3 separate regions of the Mus musculus genome follow, and regions 2 and 3 are each linked to region 1. A link is a contact called in public promoter capture Hi-C data. All regions are on one chromosome and are shown on one strand. The core of a region is the stretch at or near the end of the contact, and the rest is flanking DNA. Distances in the headings are between cores, read along the strand shown.

What was found. Promoter capture Hi-C pulls out the DNA fragments that hold promoters and counts their contacts.
Region 2: a contact with region 1 is called in a promoter capture Hi-C map of liver, with 2.8 times the contacts expected there. The contact joins the promoter of Cpne1 here to the promoter of Necab3 in region 1. A contact is called at or near these places in 2 of 39 promoter capture datasets (liver and pre-B cells) and 1 of 115 datasets of contacts at active chromatin or transcription factors (astrocytes).
Region 3: a promoter capture Hi-C map of liver shows a contact between it and region 1, with 4 times the contacts expected there. The contact joins the promoter of Xkr7 here to the promoter of Necab3 in region 1.

What each region holds. Positions count from the first base shown.
Region 1 is chr2:154,557,467-154,560,438 of GRCm38.p6, forward strand. Necab3 (N-terminal EF-hand calcium binding protein 3) reads right to left here and starts at 1,387. Exons shown (of 13, transcript NM_021546.3): 1 at 1,272-1,387. The coding sequence starts at 1,373. It overlaps E2f1 (E2F transcription factor 1), which reads right to left. Exons shown (of 7, transcript NM_007891.5): 7 at 1,934-2,972.
Region 2 is chr2:156,110,555-156,113,526 of GRCm38.p6, forward strand. Cpne1 (copine I) reads right to left here and starts at 1,411. Exons shown (of 16, transcript NM_170590.3): 1 at 1,232-1,411. It overlaps Rbm12 (RNA binding motif protein 12), which reads right to left and starts at 1,411. Exons shown (of 3, transcript NM_029397.3): 1 at 1,232-1,411.
Region 3 is chr2:153,030,407-153,033,378 of GRCm38.p6, forward strand. It overlaps Xkr7 (X-linked Kx blood group related 7), which reads left to right and starts at 1,446. Exons shown (of 3, transcript NM_001011732.1): 1 at 1,446-2,192. The coding sequence starts at 1,609.

The sequences.
Region 1 (2,972 bases), core at 137-2,636:
AATGTTTCCCTCCCCACCCCTCCCCCACCCTGACTTTATGGGTATTCTCCCAAGTCCACACACTATTCTCCACCTACCCTCACTGAACAGGCTCTTTCCCTTGTGCCTGCTTATTTTGGGTGTTCTGGTTTTCCCACTAGTATGTGAGGGAGCAGCTTAGAGTTTAACCCTTTCAGGGCTGGGACCTCTTATAAGGCCAATTCATCATGAAGACTGTGGGCATCTGTGTGTACACATTTGTGTAAGGAACAAGGAGGGTGGCAACGGCCCGTAGATTTTATTTGTAGAGGCAATGATGAAACAGACAAGTTCAAAGCCTAGACAGAACTCATAGAGCCCAGGGTCCTGAATGCTAAACTCTTCCACCCAACTCCCTCAGGGTCACTAGGCTAATCAACCAATATAACCCTTAGGCTGACTCAGAGAAAGGGCTGCTACTGGATTGGGATCACACAGCAGCTCAACGCAGCCGGGCTGGGGTAATTTGGATGGGAGTGGGGCAGGAGAGCTAAGCTTGAATGAAGATACTCCATTCATACCCCAGGGTGCCTCCTGACCTGAAACATGCCTCCTCAGGCTTGAAGGACCATGGTCAAGGTGCTGAGTCACTAGGGCATTGGGGAGGGGGCACAACAGCCTCTTACACTGGCAGGGACTTCTAGAATAGGGGCAGAAGAGAGCCAGGACTTGCTGAGCACATAGTAGAAGGGGGAAAGAGAGGCGCTCAGAGCTAGGGCTCCTGCACTTGGAGTTTTGCCTCTAGCTAGGTAAGGTAGCACAGGAAGATTGCACAGCGATCTGAGACAGGGTAGGATGCTCTACATCTACAAAAGGGGGCTCAAGGCCACCTGCTGCCCATGAGAGGAGTCCCTTACCAACTGTAAGACTCTGCCACCCTTGATCAGGCCTGAGGCTTCCGGGGCAGGACAGAGCTCCTTCAAGGTCTAGGTAGGCTCCCCTGTCCTATCAGCCCAGCCGGGGCTGCCATGGAGCAGGCTGCTGTGACTGAGTGTTGGCAGTCCCCAGCCCCAGTGGACACAATTAGGGTGAGGGGCAGTACTGCTGAGAGACAAGGAGAGACACGGAGCGGCACAGACAGCACAAGAAATGCAATGGCAGGAAGACAAAAAGGCAGGAGGATCACAACAGCAGGGTCACAGATAGTCTAGGAGAGGGACCGAAGCAGGACCAACAGATGTGGAGGGAGAGACAGGGACATGGAAGACTGAGACCTAGGGAGCCTGATGCCCGCCCGCCGGTGCCCCACTCACGTCCTGGAAAAGCGCGTGTCCCGCGGCAGGCGCAGAGTGTCGCGGCTGCTGGGGCGCAGGTGGCCCGAGCAGGCACACAGTAAGCAGCCCGGCGCACGCCATGGCTCGGAGGCTTGCAAGGCTGCGGGTTGCGGTTACCAGGCCGCCCAGGCTGGCTGGGGGCGGGGCGCGCGCCCATTGGCCCAAGCATGGCCCCGCCCCCACCTGGCCTCGGTTTCCCCGCCTGGAAGAGGCTTCCAAAAGGAGTCACCCCAGAAGTCACTGGCAATGACATCTTGCCAGGAGTCCCACAGGAACCGGCGCTCCACCCAGTCGGGTGTGGGCAGGCAAAGCTCTAAGTGCAGGAGCCCTAATAGATCAGACCCACAAGCGTTTTATATCTGGACATCTGCACTTCCCTGTCAAATGAGGATAATAGCCTTCCCCCTTAGCCCCCAGGTTGTAAAGAAGTAAGCTTTGTAGATGCTCAGCTCAGAGGACTTCCATCTATGCTTTAACACAAGTCATGGATTGCCAATCACCCCTTCCTTCTCCCAGATCTCTGCCCCAGCACCTTTCAGGAAACTCTCCCTGGTCTTCTACTTACAAGGCCTATAGGGAGGGAACAGCAGCTGCAAGCGTAGGCCCACGCACATACACACAGGAAAGCATTCGACACAAACACAGTTCACTGTGTTGCATCTTTACTAATGTTCAGAAGGTGCACAGCAAGCTGACTCTGACGCTCCCTCTTCTGTACTTAGGTCCCAAGCATAACTCCCTACCCACCATTGGGTCAGTTTTCTTCTCAAGGGGTTACAAACTGAAAGGAAATTAAGTCAGATAGGAAGAGGGAGTGAACATTCCCTCCAACACTAGCCTCACTCTGGCTGGCGGAGAGTTTCAAACCCAGCCCTAACACCATCAAAACATTTATTAAAATCAAAGCAGGAGGGAACAGAACTGTTAGGAAACAAATCAAAGTGCAGACTGGAGGGTGGGGAGGACAGCAGAGGAGCACTCCAGCCATAGGAAGGACGCATACCCACCCCTCCTGGCCGCAGTCAGCCAAGGCCCTCACGTACCCTCCCCATCTCAGATCCCCTGGATACATGCGGCTGGAGTACTGGTACAAAGGGACTGTTTCTCCAGCCCATCCATGGCTGTCAGTCTGTCTCCCTCTCCCTTTCCCAATAAATAAACTGCTTGGGCCTCAGCAACTCTTGGGTAGGGATCCTGCCCTTGCTTCAGAGAACAGGGACTTAAGGTATCACCCATGCCCCCCACCCTTTGCTTATCCCCCCAGGCTTGCCAGAGGCCTCGATAAATAAATAAACGCTCCATTAAAGCTTCGATCGGAAAACTTTTAAGCAGTGCTCTTGCTGCCCTGCAAACCCAGCCAGGCAAGCTGTACCACCCGGCCTGGCTGACACACAGGATTCTGAAAGCAGGCAGCCACCCTGGGCCTCACAGGGCCCCTGCAGCAAGGACACCAAAAGTGCAGTTAGAGCCCACCCCCACCCCAATGCGCACACATGGATCCATGCACACATGTGGACACACCAGGATGTGTCTGCAGCACACATACAGATGTGTTCACCTTCATTCCCGGGCACACGTGCACATACACATACATACACACACACACACACACACACACACACACACACACACACACACACTCACACACACACACACACACACTCACACACACACACACAC
Region 2 (2,972 bases), core at 161-2,660, 1.6 Mb after region 1:
TTAACAAGGTCCCGGACAATTTTTGTTTCTAAGACTGAAGTTCACCAAAAATTACAGCTCAAACTATCCAAAAAGCCCTGAAAGAAATAGTCTCTCCCTTGAGTTGCCATCCATCCTAGTTTTTTCCCACCAAGTCATATAATAAGATTCGCATCAACTTAAATCTTAACGTACACAATAAAATGGTTTCTGCCAACTGCACACACTCAGTCATCTCGGAATCTAGGAGCCAAGAAGGCTTTAGGACCCAGAATACTTCTGCAACACAGCCTGTAATTCGCAACTTTATCTACCAGAATGAATGGATCTTTAGCACTTGAATAAACCACAGGGGACTCCTTAGAACTTCCAATAAAACACACACTTAGGTTACTAACTCGCTTACTAACACGGGCACTCCAACCTGCTACGTTAGTCCATACCCCAATACTAACCTGTAGATCTTTAAAATGCCTTTCCTTCTATTTTACGCGGCTGCAAAGTGGCGCCGCCAACCTTCAGACAGTAAGTAAGCTATCTAAGACACCCACCCTCCTTCCTCCAACTCCCAAAGGTGCTGCAGATAGCAGCCCCTCCCCTAGTTGGGAATCAAGGACCAGCCATCCTAGCTACAATTCTTCAAGCCTCTCCGACCTACAGGGCGGCTCCAATCACCTACACTTAGGAAGCCCCTCCTCAGCGCTAGACCTAGGAAGCTATACACTGCAATCCCTGCACCTCCAGGCCCTAAAAGCGACCGGTTCCCAGCCTCCCAGGACACCTTTCCTCCCCATAGGAATGTCCCTAGTGTAGTCCACTTTTGCAGGTCATAGGCCACTAGGACCTCTTCACTTCGGGGCAGAGGTGAGAGTTAAAACCTCGTTCCCGCTTAAAGCCAACGAAGCCTTCCCCACTAAGCGTGCAGGCGTTTTCATCGCAATCCCCCCCCCCCCGACCCGGTAGTTCGCAGGCCGCGAGGCCACCCGATGCTGGCCGCTTCCCCTCTCAGGACCACCGGGCATCCCCGCTAAGGCCCTGCTCCCACTTCGGCACGCAGACTCCACCTTTCGCATCCTCGGAGGCCCCGGAGCGTGAGCGGCGCCCCAGGACCCCCGCAGCCCCGCCGCGACCCTTTGTGTTGGGCGCTCGCGGCCGCGGGCTCCGAGGCCTGGGAAGGCCCCGCCCCGAGGCACCAAGGAGGCGGCTCGAGCCCCGCACAGCCCCGCCCGTTCCGGGGCTGCGGGAGTCTTACCGGGGAGAGCTTGCGCGGCACCAGAACCCAGACCCGAGTTACCCCCCGCGCGAGTGCCTCAGCCCTGCGGCCGACAGCCCCAGCCCGAACGGCTTTCCCGGAGCCCACTGCAGCCAACACCTCCACAGCCGCTTCACAAAATGGCCGCCCGCCCGCTCCGGCGCTCCGCGTTCCCGGAGTAGGCGGGGCGCCGCTGCCGACGTCACCTGATGGGAGACGCAGGCGCGCTGAGGATTTGGGGTGGGGGCAAAAGCTCGGAAGTTGCAGGTATTTGTGGTGAACCCGGTATTTTAGTAGCTGTTTGCAAAGTCAGACCTGAAGCTATTGTCCAAGGTTCCTTGCAGAGCTTTTAAAGTACAGGCTCCTTTGGCTCTTGGAGACCCCCGTGAAGGGAGAAAAACAATGCCTTCACTGCAGAACTGTCTTGAGGATTAAACGCACCAAGAAGCAAAAGCTTGAACCTTTTTTTGACTATTGAAAAAAAAAAAAATGGGAGGCAGAGGCAGGCGAATTCTGAGTTCGAGGCCAGCCTGGGCTACAGAGTGAGTTCCAGGACAGCCAGGACTATACAGAGAAACCCTGTCTCGAAAAACCAAAAAAGAAAGAAAGAAAGAAAGAAAGAAAGAAAGAAAGAAAGAAAGAAAGAAAGAAAGAAAGAAAGAAAGAAAGAAAGAAAGAAAGAAAGAAAGAAAGAAAGAAAGAAAGAAAGAAAGAAAGAAAGAAAGAAAGAAAGAAAGAGAAAGAAAGAGAGAGAAAGAAAAGAAAGAAAGAAAGAAAGAAAAAGGAAGGAAGGAAGGAAGAGAAAGAAAGAAAGAAAGAAAGAAAGAAAGAAAGAAAGAAAGAAAGAAAGAAAGAAAGAAAGAAAGAAAGAAAGAAAGAAAGAAAGAAAGAAAGAAAGAGAAAATAATCCTGCTTGGCAGTGGTGGCACAAGCCTCTAATCCCCGCACTTGGGAGGCAGAGGCAGGCAGATTTCTGAGTTTGAGACCAGCCAGCACTACACAGAGAAACCCTGTCTTAAACACACACAGAAAGAAAGAAAGAAAGAAAGAAAGAAAGAAAGAAAGAAAGAAAGAAAGAGAGAGAGAGAGAGAGAGAGAGAGAGAGAGAGAGAGAGAGAGAGAGAGAGAGAGAGAGAGAGAGAGAGAGAGAAAGGAAGAAAGGAAGGAAGGAAGGAAGGAAGGAAGGAAGGAAGGAAGGAAGGAAGAGAAAATATTCTTCTGCCATGGGGCTGGAGAGATGTCTCAAAGGTTAAAAGCTCATACTGCTCTTCCTGGCATCTTAAATTCTATGAGCTACATGGAGTGGCTCACAACCTCCTGTAACTCCAGCCTCAAATCTGACTCCCTCCTCTGGCCTCTGTAGGCAGCGACACTAATATGTACAAACTCTCACACAGAGACATTAATAAAAATAAATATAAAAAGAGTAAAATATCTTTCAATATTTCCTATAATCCCCAGTATTTGATTATACAGGGAGACCTAGGCTCTACCAGACTCTGCCCCTTGATTTTGTGTGTGTGTGTGTGCGAGAGAGAGAGAGAGAGAGAGAGAGAGAGAGAGAGAGAGAGAGAGAGAGAGAGAGAGAGAGAGCGCATGCGCGCGGGCAAATAAGAGGGATGGAGAGAGAGAGGAGAGAGACAGAGAGAAAGAGAGAAAGAAAGAGATTTTCTTGCCTCTATCTCCTGGAATTTTGGTGTGTACCTCCTTGTCTGGACCTAAGCTTTTCATAGTCACTGTG
Region 3 (2,972 bases), core at 196-2,695, 1.5 Mb before region 1:
AGATTGGCTTCTTTAGGAGTGATGAGTCTTTCTGACTGAAACCTCTAGCCTCCTGACAGCCTAAACATGGGCTGCTGGCCTCCAATCCACCTTGGAAAACTCCCTTAGCCCTTAACACCTCCCCTCTGCTTTTAGCTTTAGGCAACAGCTGGTACCCCAACCTCCCAAGCATCACTGAGACCAAAACGGTCCCTGGACACGAAAGGGAAGCCAGGCTGCAGGACAGCAGATGGCTGCTCCACCCAGCCCAGGGCAGCTGTCTCTTCTATCTTCCCTGTCACTCTGAGGCAGGGTGGTCCTTCCACCTCACTTCCTCCCCTCCTCACTCTTCCTCACTCCCTTGAGTTTTCAAAGCCTATTCGAGAGCCACGTTTGAATTTGTTTCTAACACTATGTGATTTTAAGCCACTAAATGTATCTTTTGACTCTATGTTTTCTCATCTATAGAATGGGCAGAACAATATAGACCATATAAATTGTGAGACTAAAATGATTAGCGATTCCTCATTGCTTAGAATAATGACAAAGAAATGGTTCAGTGTCCTAGGATATCCCATCCAAGCCAAGGTGTAGTTGTGTGGGAGTACTCAGGCACATGAGAGACCCCTAGCTCCTCTCATGGACTGTGTTTATAATGTTCCTCTGTTCTCTCCAGTTCCAGGCTGCTGCTTTGTGATCCCTGCTCCACTTTGGCTGCCAAGTCTTCTTGCTAAATCCTGACCTAGCCACCTAACTCCTCAGCTGACATTCTGCAGCAGGTGCCCCCGTTGTCACCTTCTGGCCCTTCAGGGTCCAATCCATCGGAAATCGCCAGTTTTATCGTTCTGCACCCCCACCCCCTCTTCCGGACATCCTAGAAAATGTGGCCTCCAGTGGTGATGGGAGTAGCTGTTTGCACTTGCTCTTTCCTTCCCAAGGGGTTCCCTCCCATCCCTTTCCTCTGCCTTGCCTAATCAGGCTAGTGGCCAGATGAACGCGGTTCCTAAAAGAAAGGTGATCGAGAGACCGAGAGACCGCAACTCAGAGAACCGCAGTTTCTCAGCTTGAAAAAGACAATGAGAAAAGAGATCTCTCAAGATCAAAGGAGGGGATGAAACAATAAGTGAACACGGGGGAACTAGGAAGTGGCGTTGGAAGGAGTGACTGCTAACGGGTTATGGCAGGTGCCCAAGCAGCTGCCCCCACCCCTGTCCTTTTATTCTCAGACCTCGGCCTCCCACCCTCCTGGGACATTGCAAGACCCAAACCACCGGAGGTACCACAGGAGATCAATGGAAAAGGAGAGGATAGGGCGGGGGCAGTCAAAGGGGGAGGCCAGAGGCAGAAAGCATGTGGTTGGGCCCCACGCCTCCGAGGAAGCCATGCGAGGGTGACCTGGGATGCTCTCCCCACCCCGGCCCCCTCCCTTCCCAGGGGGCGGCCCACATCCAGGCCGGAGCCCGGGCGGGGCGGCGCCGGCAAGGATGAATAATTGAGGTAGAGGGGAGGAGGAAGAGGAGCGGCGGAGGAAGAGCGGGAGGCGGGAGCCGCCCGCGCAGGGTCCTCCCCACTCCGCACCCCACCCGCTCCGCCGCCCGGAAGTCGCTCCCCGCCTCCTGCTCCGCCAACATGGCCGCGAAGTCGGATGGAGCGGCGGCCGTGGCCGGCCCGGGGCCCGAGGGGCCGGCGGGAGCAGATCGGGGCGGGGCGGGAGGGCGCGGGGAGGCTGCGGCGGGGATCGCGGGCCCGGGACCGGTGGAGGCGGGGTGCCCGGGGCCACGCTACGAGCTGCGGGACTGCTGCTGGGTGCTGTGCGCGCTGCTCGTGTTCTTCTCCGACGGCGCCACCGACCTGTGGCTGGCGGCCTCCTACTACCTGCAGGGTCAGAGCACCTACTTCGGCCTCACCCTGCTCTTCGTGCTGCTGCCCTCACTGGTCGTGCAGCTGCTCAGCTTCCGCTGGTTCGTCTACGACTACTCGGAGCCCGCGGGGACCCCGGGACCCGCCGTCAGCACCAAGGACAGCGACATAGTCGGAGCCGCCATCAGCACCAAGGACAGTGCTGTCGCCTTCCGGACCAAAGAAGGTAGCGCGGAGCTGGTCCCCCGGCCCGCACCATCCTCGGCCGGCACCTACCGCCGCCGCTGCTGCCGCCTCTGCGTCTGGCTACTGCAGACCCTCGTTCACCTCCTGCAACTCGGCCAGGTCTGGAGGTAGGAAAAGAGCAGGTGAAGGAAGCTTGAGTCTGGGAGTGGGATGCCGCCCCAGATCTGCTCTGGCCTTTCTAGCCCGCCCTGCTCCTGTCCTGACCCTCACCCCGACCCACTCCATTGCCGCTCTCATTTCTTTGCAGTCAGCTCCTCACCTCTGCAAAACTCTGTTGGAACCATAGCTTTGATCTGGCTAATGGGGCAAGATGGGGTCAGAGATTCTGAGTGATGTATGCAGAGAACAAGGGGACACTTGGAACAGGACCACAGCGATCCTTCCAGTCCTGACCCTTCCCCCATGTCCAGGTACCAAGCCTCGACTTAGGAAACCACTCAGAAGTCCTCCCTACCACTCACAGGCACTCAGTTTAGAATTGCAGCCCACCCCAACATCCTGGAAAAGGCAGCTAAATGACTATCCCGCCCAAACTTTCTGGTTTTGTAGAGAAAGGGCCTGGGGTGAACCCAATTCAGCACTGGTTAGCTCCTACTTCCTAAGGAGCTCCACAGTGCCGTCCCATCCCCCAAAAGGGACCAAGGAGATTTGGAATCTTGACTCTGACACTAGATGGCTACTGGCTGACCCTTAGTCTTCAGACCGGATGCTGAGGCTTCATTCAAACTGTTCACTTGCAGGCTTCATCCTTTGCCAGCAAGTAGGGTGCCTGCTGGGCTGAGGTAATTGGAGAGAGGGGGAATTCTAAACCACAGCTCCTCTCAAATCAGGATTACTCTAGTTCCTTGGGCTGTACTCTGCGGTGACAAAATGGGTTTGCTTACTGT